Linked DNA regions of Mus musculus: regions 1 and 2 are each linked to region 3. A link is a contact called in public Hi-C data. All regions are on one chromosome and are shown on one strand. Each heading gives the region's core, a stretch centred on a gene start, on an enhancer-like site or on the middle of the called end of the contact. The rest is flanking DNA. Distances are from core to core; before and after follow the strand shown.

The links. A called contact is a pair of places that touch in the nucleus more often than the background predicts.
Region 1: a Hi-C map of uterus shows a contact between it and region 3, with 4 times the contacts expected there. The contact joins two enhancer-like sites. A contact is called at or near these places in 1 of 15 datasets of contacts at CTCF or cohesin (pro-B cells) and 1 of 484 Hi-C or Micro-C datasets (uterus).
Region 2: a Hi-C map of uterus shows a contact between it and region 3. The contact joins the promoter of Igsf10 here to the enhancer-like site in region 3. A contact is called at or near these places in 6 of 39 promoter capture datasets (the 3T3-L1 cell line, the C10 cell line, HPC-7-derived erythroid cells and 2 more), 1 of 15 datasets of contacts at CTCF or cohesin (the NIH/3T3 cell line), 6 of 484 Hi-C or Micro-C datasets (bone marrow-derived macrophages, granulocyte-monocyte progenitors, nephron progenitors and 2 more), 2 of 115 datasets of contacts at active chromatin or transcription factors (microglia and stem cell-derived neural progenitor cells) and 4 of 9 other capture datasets (adipose tissue, liver, macrophages and 1 more).

What each region holds. Positions count from the first base shown.
Region 1 is chr3:59,400,560-59,403,504 of GRCm38.p6, reverse strand. No RefSeq gene overlaps it. Among named protein-coding and RNA genes, the nearest start is that of Igsf10, 58 kb to the right of the region's middle. Within about 2 kb of position 1,479, at least 35 of the 459 cell types and tissues checked have an H3K27ac peak or open chromatin away from gene starts, as enhancers often do. A contact at or near this core is called in uterus, where this site is marked.
Region 2 is chr3:59,342,944-59,345,808 of GRCm38.p6, reverse strand. It overlaps Igsf10 (immunoglobulin superfamily, member 10), which reads left to right and starts at 1,553. Exons shown (of 7, transcript NM_001162884.1): 1 at 1,553-2,119.
Region 3 is chr3:59,169,066-59,171,765 of GRCm38.p6, reverse strand. The region is part of intron 15 of Med12l (mediator complex subunit 12-like); the gene reads right to left. Among named protein-coding and RNA genes, the nearest start is that of F630111L10Rik, 17 kb to the right of the region's middle. Within about 2 kb of position 1,310, at least 22 of the 459 cell types and tissues checked have an H3K27ac peak or open chromatin away from gene starts, as enhancers often do. A contact at or near this core is called in uterus, where this site is marked.

The sequences.
Region 1 (2,945 bases), core at 230-2,729, 230 kb before region 3:
TGAGGAAATGCCTTAGAGCTGGATATCATGGTGGGGGGGTGTGCATTTCCTTAGCTGAGACTCCTTCCTCTCTGATGACTCTAACTTGTATCAAGTTGACACAGTATCAGTCAGTATATACACTATCACTTAATAAATGAACTTGACTTTTGAGGTTGTAACCATGTTAGAGATTAATGTTATTGCCTCCTGAGTAAATTTGTAATAAAATGTCCTCTCTCCTGTATTCTGTGTTTGCTCTCTCTCTCTCTCTCTCTCTCTCTCTCTCTCTCTCTCTCTCTCTCTCTCTCTCCCTCTCTCTCTTTCTCCCTCTTTCTCTCTTTCTTCCCTCTCTCTCTCCTTTCTCTGTCTCTCTGTCTACATGTCCCTTTCCTTGCTCCCTTGGTCTCTCTCAATCTCTCTCTCCCCCTCCCCCCTACCTTGCTATTAAGCCTCAAGGAGACCCTCACCAGACATAGCCACTTGCTCCTCAGTACCCCAATAGCAAACTTGTAGCAAATAAGTGTATGTATAAGTATTTTGCAGCAGTACTAAACACTTTAACCTGTATAAATGTATACTTTTTTGTTTCAATTTTGTTGCTATGAAGGCATATTTGTTCCTCAAAAGTTAGACTAGACAGAAGCTAGAGTTAAGGACATTAGAATCTTCTGTTGAGTTCATAGATATGGATGAATTGAAACATTAAGGGAGCCCTTAGAAAGTACAAAGTAACATTTCCTTTCAGATTCAATCCACATACAATGATTATGTCCAGTCATCAAAACTTGTTTGAATTGCTGCTAACATTAGAATTCCCCACTTTTTCTGTGTAATTATGTTTGAATATAGGATCTAGATTTTGCAACTAGTTACATTAAATTTCAAGAATTATCCTTAAATTAATATTTTAATTGTAATCATATAATTTCTCAATTTGTGAGGAAAGCAATTTATCAATGATAAACAAAAATCACATCAACAAACATGCCTTAAAGTTTTACCTAAGCAGCAACACTTGAAGAAATCTACAGGTAACCTCTGCAATCATTTTCATATCTTATGTCTACTAGAGTCCTTTATACTGTGTGCACATGCGTGCATGCGTGCATGCATATTCCCCTATTCTAAAACATCTAATATCTTGGTATACATTTATTGAGCTTGACTTCTGGTTGTTTTGTCAATTTAAATGATTTATTTTAAAAAACTAAGCTAAATACAGAACATATAGCTCATTGAAAGTTCATAAGTATGCATCAACATTAATTACCTTTTATGCCTAAGAAAACCAAGGAGATTTCATTCAGAGCACAACAAAAGTGTCCTGCAAATCAGACCACTCTTTTCCTCTGCTTGCCAATTTGACCTGAGTCCAACAAGCAGCACCAGATCAACTGGATGAACACGTTGCAAATTGAGCAATCCTGAGGCAGGGTTTCCAGAGGACAGGCTGAATCATGTCATGCTGTTAACTAGAGAGTCTCAGACAAGTCCATTTCAAACAGTGAGAGCAGATGGGGAGCAAAGGACAGAGCCAAGTGTCAGCACTAGGCAGGCCACGTCACCTTCTGATTTAAGAGGCACGCATAAAATCATAGCACAGCTTTCGGCCAAATGTCAGGATCAACGAGCTGGGATAGCATAGGACAAAGAATGTCTGCAGAAATGAAGACTGTTGAGAATAACACAGTAAGAATACTGCCACACAATGTCTTTGACTTCAGCATGAAAGACTTGATGGCTAGAAATTACTCCACAGATGGATAGCGTTTTCCGAAGTTTCATTTGCTCACACATTTAGCCTTTGATGCTGGCTATCAACTGGAAGCTTGGCTGGGGCTGCTGAGAGAACCCCTCATGACCTCTCTGTTTGCCCTGGGTTTTTATCTCAACATGTTTCAAGCAGTCAATGTGTTATGCAGTTGCTCAGGGATCCACAAATTAGGGTCCTTGGGAGTGAGGCAAAAGCAGGGTTGCTCTTCATAGGCGAGTATCAGTATTGTGGTCACGCCAAGGTCCTGGGCTTGCTGATTCTAAGCAAATTGTTCAGAAACCAGGGATGAGCACACATGTTTCAGTGGGAGGGCAAGTTACATTGTTAAAAGCATAGGCAGGGGGAGAAGGGCTTTTTCAATCATTTTTAGAAAATAAGACAAATCATACTACAAAGATAAAAAATTAAAGTGATTCCAGATCAGTCACCTGGCAAACTGTAGGGTGTATGGCAGTGGTGTGAAACCATCCAAATCTATAAGCTAATACACTCAGTCTCCGTATCCCCCTGGAGACTCCCTATTCCTACCCCTAGCCCCCCACCCCTTTTCAGGTCTCCAGCTAGTCCCAAAGATGTTCCCTACGGATTTCCATTCTCTCTCCCAGCCTTCTCCCGCCCCAAAGTGGCCACTTCCTGTAGCTAGGCAGGAATTCCAGCAAAGGAAGGGGACATTGATGTGCCCACAAAACTTTCAACCCAAAATTTGTCCTGCCTATCTGATGTGCAGGGATAAAGATGAAGTAGAAACTGAAAGAATCACCGGCCCAACTTGAGTTCTATCCCATGGAAGAGCGCCAACCTCTGACACTACTAATGATATTTTGCTATTCTTGCAGACAGGAATCTAGCATAACTGTCTCCTAAGAGGCTTCATCCAGCAACTAATGAAAACAGATGCAGAGACCCACCGCCAAACATCAGGCAGAGTTTAGGGAGGCTTGTGTAAGAATTGAGCCATCCATCTTGGTCCGGGACCCGCCGAACTTAGGAAATTAGTCTGAACAGGTGAGAGGGTGCGCCAGAGAACCTGACAGCTTCTGGAACAGGCGGAAGCACAGAGGCGCTGAGGCAGCACTCTGCGTGGGCCGGGGACAGCCGGCCACCTTCCAGACCAGAGGACAGGTGCCCACCCGGCTGGGGAGGCGGCCTAAGCCACAGCAGCAGCGGTCGCCATCTTGGTCCGGGACCC
Region 2 (2,865 bases), core at 304-2,803, 170 kb before region 3:
TATCACGGCAAATGAACTAAGCCATATGCAGAAAAAGTATTATATGTTCTCATTGTGGGGTGTTTTTCCTTAATAGTCAAATATGCAGAATATAGACAAAGATGGTTTATGCAAGTGGGGATGGCGAAGGATACTTGTAGATTAGAGGACACAAAGCAACAACTACAGAGTGAAGTAATCCAGAGACTTAATGTATAATATGAGGACTGTATTTAATAATTCTATTTAAGATACACAGCAAACGAGTGTATCTTACTAACACACACACTTACATAGAGAGAATAAAGTGATAGATACGTTTGTTTTATCTTCATGTAGCTGATAATTTCATATTGTACACCTCAAACATAGATAACCAACAAAGAGGAAGAGGATAGGTGCCTCTCCCAGGGCGGAAGAGTACATTCGAAAGTCAGACACCATTGTGTAGATGTACCACATGGAGGAGCTAGAGAAAGTAGCCAAGGAGCTAAAGGGATCTGCAACCCTATAGGTGGAACAACATTATGAGCTAACCAGTACCCCGGAGCTCTTGACTCTAGCTGCATATATATCAAAAGATGGCCTAATCGGCCATCACTGGAAAGAGAGGCCCATTGGACTTGCAAACTTTATATGCCCCAGTACAGGGGAATACCAGGGCCAAAAAGGGGGAGTGGGTGGGCAGGGGAGTGGGGGTGGGTGGATATGGGGGACTTTTGGTATAGCATTGGAAATGTAAATGAGTTAAATACCTAATAAAAAATGGAAAAAAAAAAAAAAAAAAAAAAAAAAAGAAAGTCAGACACCTCACTTCACTGCTATCTCAACTTGCAAACAGAAGGGGAGTCACAAACCCAGGACAAACCACAGTGATTGAAGCGTCTTTGAATGTTATTGCTGTTGTTGTTACCACCATCATTAGCATATATTCATTGTGAAGACTTACGGGGTCTATGACATGTTTTTTTATTCAAGTATATCACATGCTGTCAGCATATTTGGCACCACTACCAGCCCCAGCCCCCTCTGCCCCGCCCCCAACACACACACACACACACACACACACACACACACACACACACACACACACACACACACACACCTTTACCTTCTCCTGGGCATCATCTGCTCACTCACCCACCCAAGCTTAATCCTTTTCCTTCCCTGCAATAGTACCTCTCCTATTTTTATGTCTAGGTTCCCCCTCCCCCTGTTAGGAGATGGGAGAGGTCACGAAAGGAAAGAATTTGTAGCCCCTGAGCCAGCCCGGGCCACAGAGCCTGCCACCAGACAGGAAAAGCCCAGGGCTTACCAGCACAGGAGGAGCAAACTCGCAGGCGAGCCTGGGTTGGCGCTGGTGGTCCCGGGTCGATGGCCCGCCCATTCCCAGAAGCCGAGGCTATAGCTGCGTCACCTGCCCCGCCCTCCTCCCGAGTGAAGACCCCTAGAGGCTGAGCAGACCCCAAAGGCGGTGCAATTCCATTGGCCCAAGGCAGAGGTGAGCGGCTGCTAATCCCCTCGGGAAGTGAAGGGACCCAGAGAGTCTGGTAGATGTGGGAGCTGGGGTTCAGGGCGAGACAGAGGGTGGGATGGGCAGAAGGGTCCAGGAAAAGGAAAGTACTGGAGGGGAGTTGGGACAAAAGCAGCGACCAAGGGAACATCGCTTCAGTGACTGAAGCCAGGCAAAAGGAGCGGGAAGGATTATATGTAGCCTGGGACGCTTTCATAAACACTGATGACGTGTTTGTGCAAAGCAAGCAATTTGAGGAGAAACGCCTGGGACGTCGGAAAGAAGGAGTGATCGATTAGTACTTGTAAGTTTAGGTGAGTTTGAGAACTAACTAACCTATACTATTGAGGGAGAAGGAAGAGCATTCCAGCAGCAGCAGCAGCAGCAGCAATCAGATAAAGGAAAGCTTTGGTTAGTTTGGAAATGTATGATACCATTAAAATAACAGAAGCGCCTCCAGTTCTCTGAAGAGTCAGTCCCCCAGCTAGTGAAGACTAAGCCTACTAAGCCTTTTGCTCCCGTTGGAAGCAAAGAACGTTCCTTCAATCAGGTGAAGGCTCTCCTCAGAAGATTTCCTGTCTCTGCTTATGTTACAAGAGGATTCAAAAGCAAGACAGAAGAGCTCAGGTATTGCCAACTCTTTTGTTAAATACAGTTTGAGGCTTAAGTGTACGGGAACTCATGTGGTATTCATTTACGGCTCTCTTCTCTTATAACTAACTCTTAAGGTGCATATAGTCTCTTCTGTTTCCCAGCTACCTTGTACCATCTTTGTTTATCTAATAATAGCAAGCTCATCTGCTTTTTAATCATCACGCAGAGAGTATTCAAAAATATTCAGTGATGTAACAGTGACAGTGTAGGCATAGAAGTAATCATTAGTAAATCTTAATTTGGGTTAAACTCATTCATAACAGCTCCAGGTTGGGAGGGATCACTGAGCCTTCGCCACGTGCGGGTTAAAGATATTTTCTAACAAGAGAAGCAGAATTCTTCCTTGGCCATGCTCCCCATCACTGTGTCAGTAAGCAGAGGGGTGTTTCCAAGCAGAGAAAGAGCAGACAGTGTTATGCCTGCAAAGTCAGAGACTCAGCCCTCCCAGCTGGTCAGTTTACTGTCCTCCCGGTCATTAGTTGGCTCTGAAAAGGCCCATGTGTCCTTATTGGCAAGGACTTGCAGACATGCTAGAAAGAAATTTGACCTTTTTTTCTAGTGGGTTATTACAGCTGTAAAAGTATTTTGGAAGGTTAAGCCAAATAAATAAAACACATATTAAATAATACAATGTTACAAAAATTGATCATATAAAGAAGTACATTCATAAATGCAATGTGAAAAATATATATAATTTTTATCTATTTACTGGTGCAAAG
Region 3 (2,700 bases), core at 61-2,560:
GGATTGAAATATATAATAATTTGTAAAGACTGTGGGACTCTTAAAGTCATTTAGATCTGGGTATGAATAAGAAAGCAAGGGTTGAGGCTTAATAGTGATGTGTTTGTGTGTCAAATTGACAAGGGGTCAATTGTACTAGCTAGTTTTGTGTGTCAACTTAACACAAGCTGGAGTTATCAAGTTATCACAGAGAAAGGAGCCTCCCTTGAGGAAATGCCTCCATGAGATCAAGCTATAAGTCATTTTCTCAATTGGTGATCAATGGGGGAGGGCCCCTTATGGGTGGGACCATCTCTGGGCTGGTAGTCTTGGGTTCTATAAGAAAGCAAGCTGAGCAAGCTAGGAGAAGCAACTCATTAAGTAACATCCCTCCATGGCCTCTGCATCACCCCCTGCTTCCTGATCTGCTTGAGTTTCAGTCCTGACTTCCTTTAGTGATGAACAGCAATGTGGAAATGTAAGCTGAATAAACTCTTTTCTCCCAACTTGCTTCTTGGTCATGATATTTGTGCCCTGACTAAGACAGTCTGTGATTCCCTTTATGTCCTAGATGGGTTCTGAACATATTCTCCTATGATGTCACATGGCATATAGACTCTAAATTTTCATTCTCAACTGAAAGGCATGCCTTCTGATAGATCATACATTATGACCATATATTCTTATCCAAATCACTCAGCTTTTTCTTGCTATAAACTAATGACCTTAAGCTGGATAATGTATAAACGAAAGTGGTGCTTACAGATCTAATCATTGGAAAGTCCCAGATGAAGGGGCATATAGATTCCTCAATGACAACACATTAGTGAAGCAACCCGAATGACAGATGTTGGGGAAACACAACTGTTCACTGGATAACACTGTTTCACCATCCCCGAGACACAAACAAAAGCAGAAACAAGGATGTTTCTTTAATGGCCCATTCCAACAAAGAAATTTGAGCTTCTTTTTCCCACGAATTAAACTAACTAGTCCAGACAAAGCAACTTGCCAGTTTTGGTGTCACATGTTTGCAATTCCAATTTAGGAGAGGTGGAAGAAGCAAGGTGAGTTCAAGGTCACCCTTGACTACCCAGGAAGTTGGAGGCCAGCCTAGACTCTATGGAACCATCTCAAATGACAAAAAGTACCCCAAACTACAAAGAAGGTAACTAGAGAGATGAGTAACCTGTACAGTATTAATTGCAGAAACCCACACACAGAATCTAGAATTATGTACTCTGCCCATATCAGTTTGCTGAGGAGAAAGAAAATGGCTCCTAAACAGTTTAAGAAAGCACACACCCTGGCTTGGGATCACTGAAGCACTTCCTCTAACTTGCAGTTAACCCTCAGGCAAGTCTCCACACCACAAACTTGCTGAGCCCTGCTCCTCCCACACATCACCCCAGCATGATAAGCAGCCTTTATTTTCCTGGACAACTCTGAGTTTATCCCCTATGGAATTTCTTCAGTTTCATCCCAGCTGGGGACTCTCCTTGAGTTTTCAAAGCTTACTTTCCAAACTTGTTCCATCCCCTGGCCAGAAAGACTAGCAGTGAGAGTCCTAATAAATAAACTATCACACCAAGGGTCGCCTTGCCCTCCCCAGTCTGTAGCAGTGTGAACTGCTAAGCATATCTGGCTTCAGATCCCTACAGAGCAGGCTCTGAAGAGCAGAGACAGGAAAGGAGCAAAGAGATGATCTAACACCAGGGCATGACCCTCACTGTCTGCAGACTAATTCTATGCCTGCGTTTCCTCTCAGTTACAGAACACTCAATAGACCAGTCCCTCTTCCAATAATAGGTTCCTAGTATATTCACTAAGCAGTCTTTTAAGTACTTCCTGTAGTACTGGACACTGAGGATATCAAATCAGAGAAGCCATCAAGAACGGTCACTGCCCACCGTCGCTAAGAATGATTCCAAAACAGAGCCCCCCTCTCCCCCCCCCCCAGATGTATCCAAACACTTCCAAGTATTATGACAGTTGAGTTCCTTCTTGGGATCCAAGCAGATAAGGAGAAACGTGATCTTTCTAACTTAAGTTAAAACACAGAACACCTGCTTCTGATTTCTTGACATCTTTTTCCAAAAGGACACACAAAGATGAAACACATGTGCAGGAGTTTCTGGTCTGTAACAATTAAGGTTCTCAACTTTGAACCTTTGCTAACATCAAGGCTTCCAGGAACACCAAGATCCTGCTGGAGTGACATCTGGCTGACATTTAAGTAGCACTGTGCTTCATCAGGACCCACATCCAAGTGAGGCTCTGTGTGCTGTGCATTACCACACAAATGCCCCACACAGGAACCATGTTATAAACTGATCTCTTTCAGCCTGCCAGAAGGTGGTAGCACTACATTAGACAATTGCTCCTCCATCATGCTCAGATGAAGAGACAAAACGACAGTGAATCCCTAAGGCTATCCGTCTTTAGCAGAAGGTATAGTTTGGCAACATGAGACTTCTATCGTGTGGCAGAGATTGAATAATGCCCTCATTCTTCATTACTCCAAGCCAACAGGTTCCAGCAGGATTTTGTGTGTCATACCGGGAAGCACAGCCATGCTCTGCATGCAATGTGTCACAGCAAGGTTAGACTTTTTAGAAGCTCCTTTCAAATTACTTTGGCAGACATCCTTAAAATACCTCAGCATACGGAATCACAAAGACCACACACAGCATGACATTTAGGACCCTATGTCTATACCAC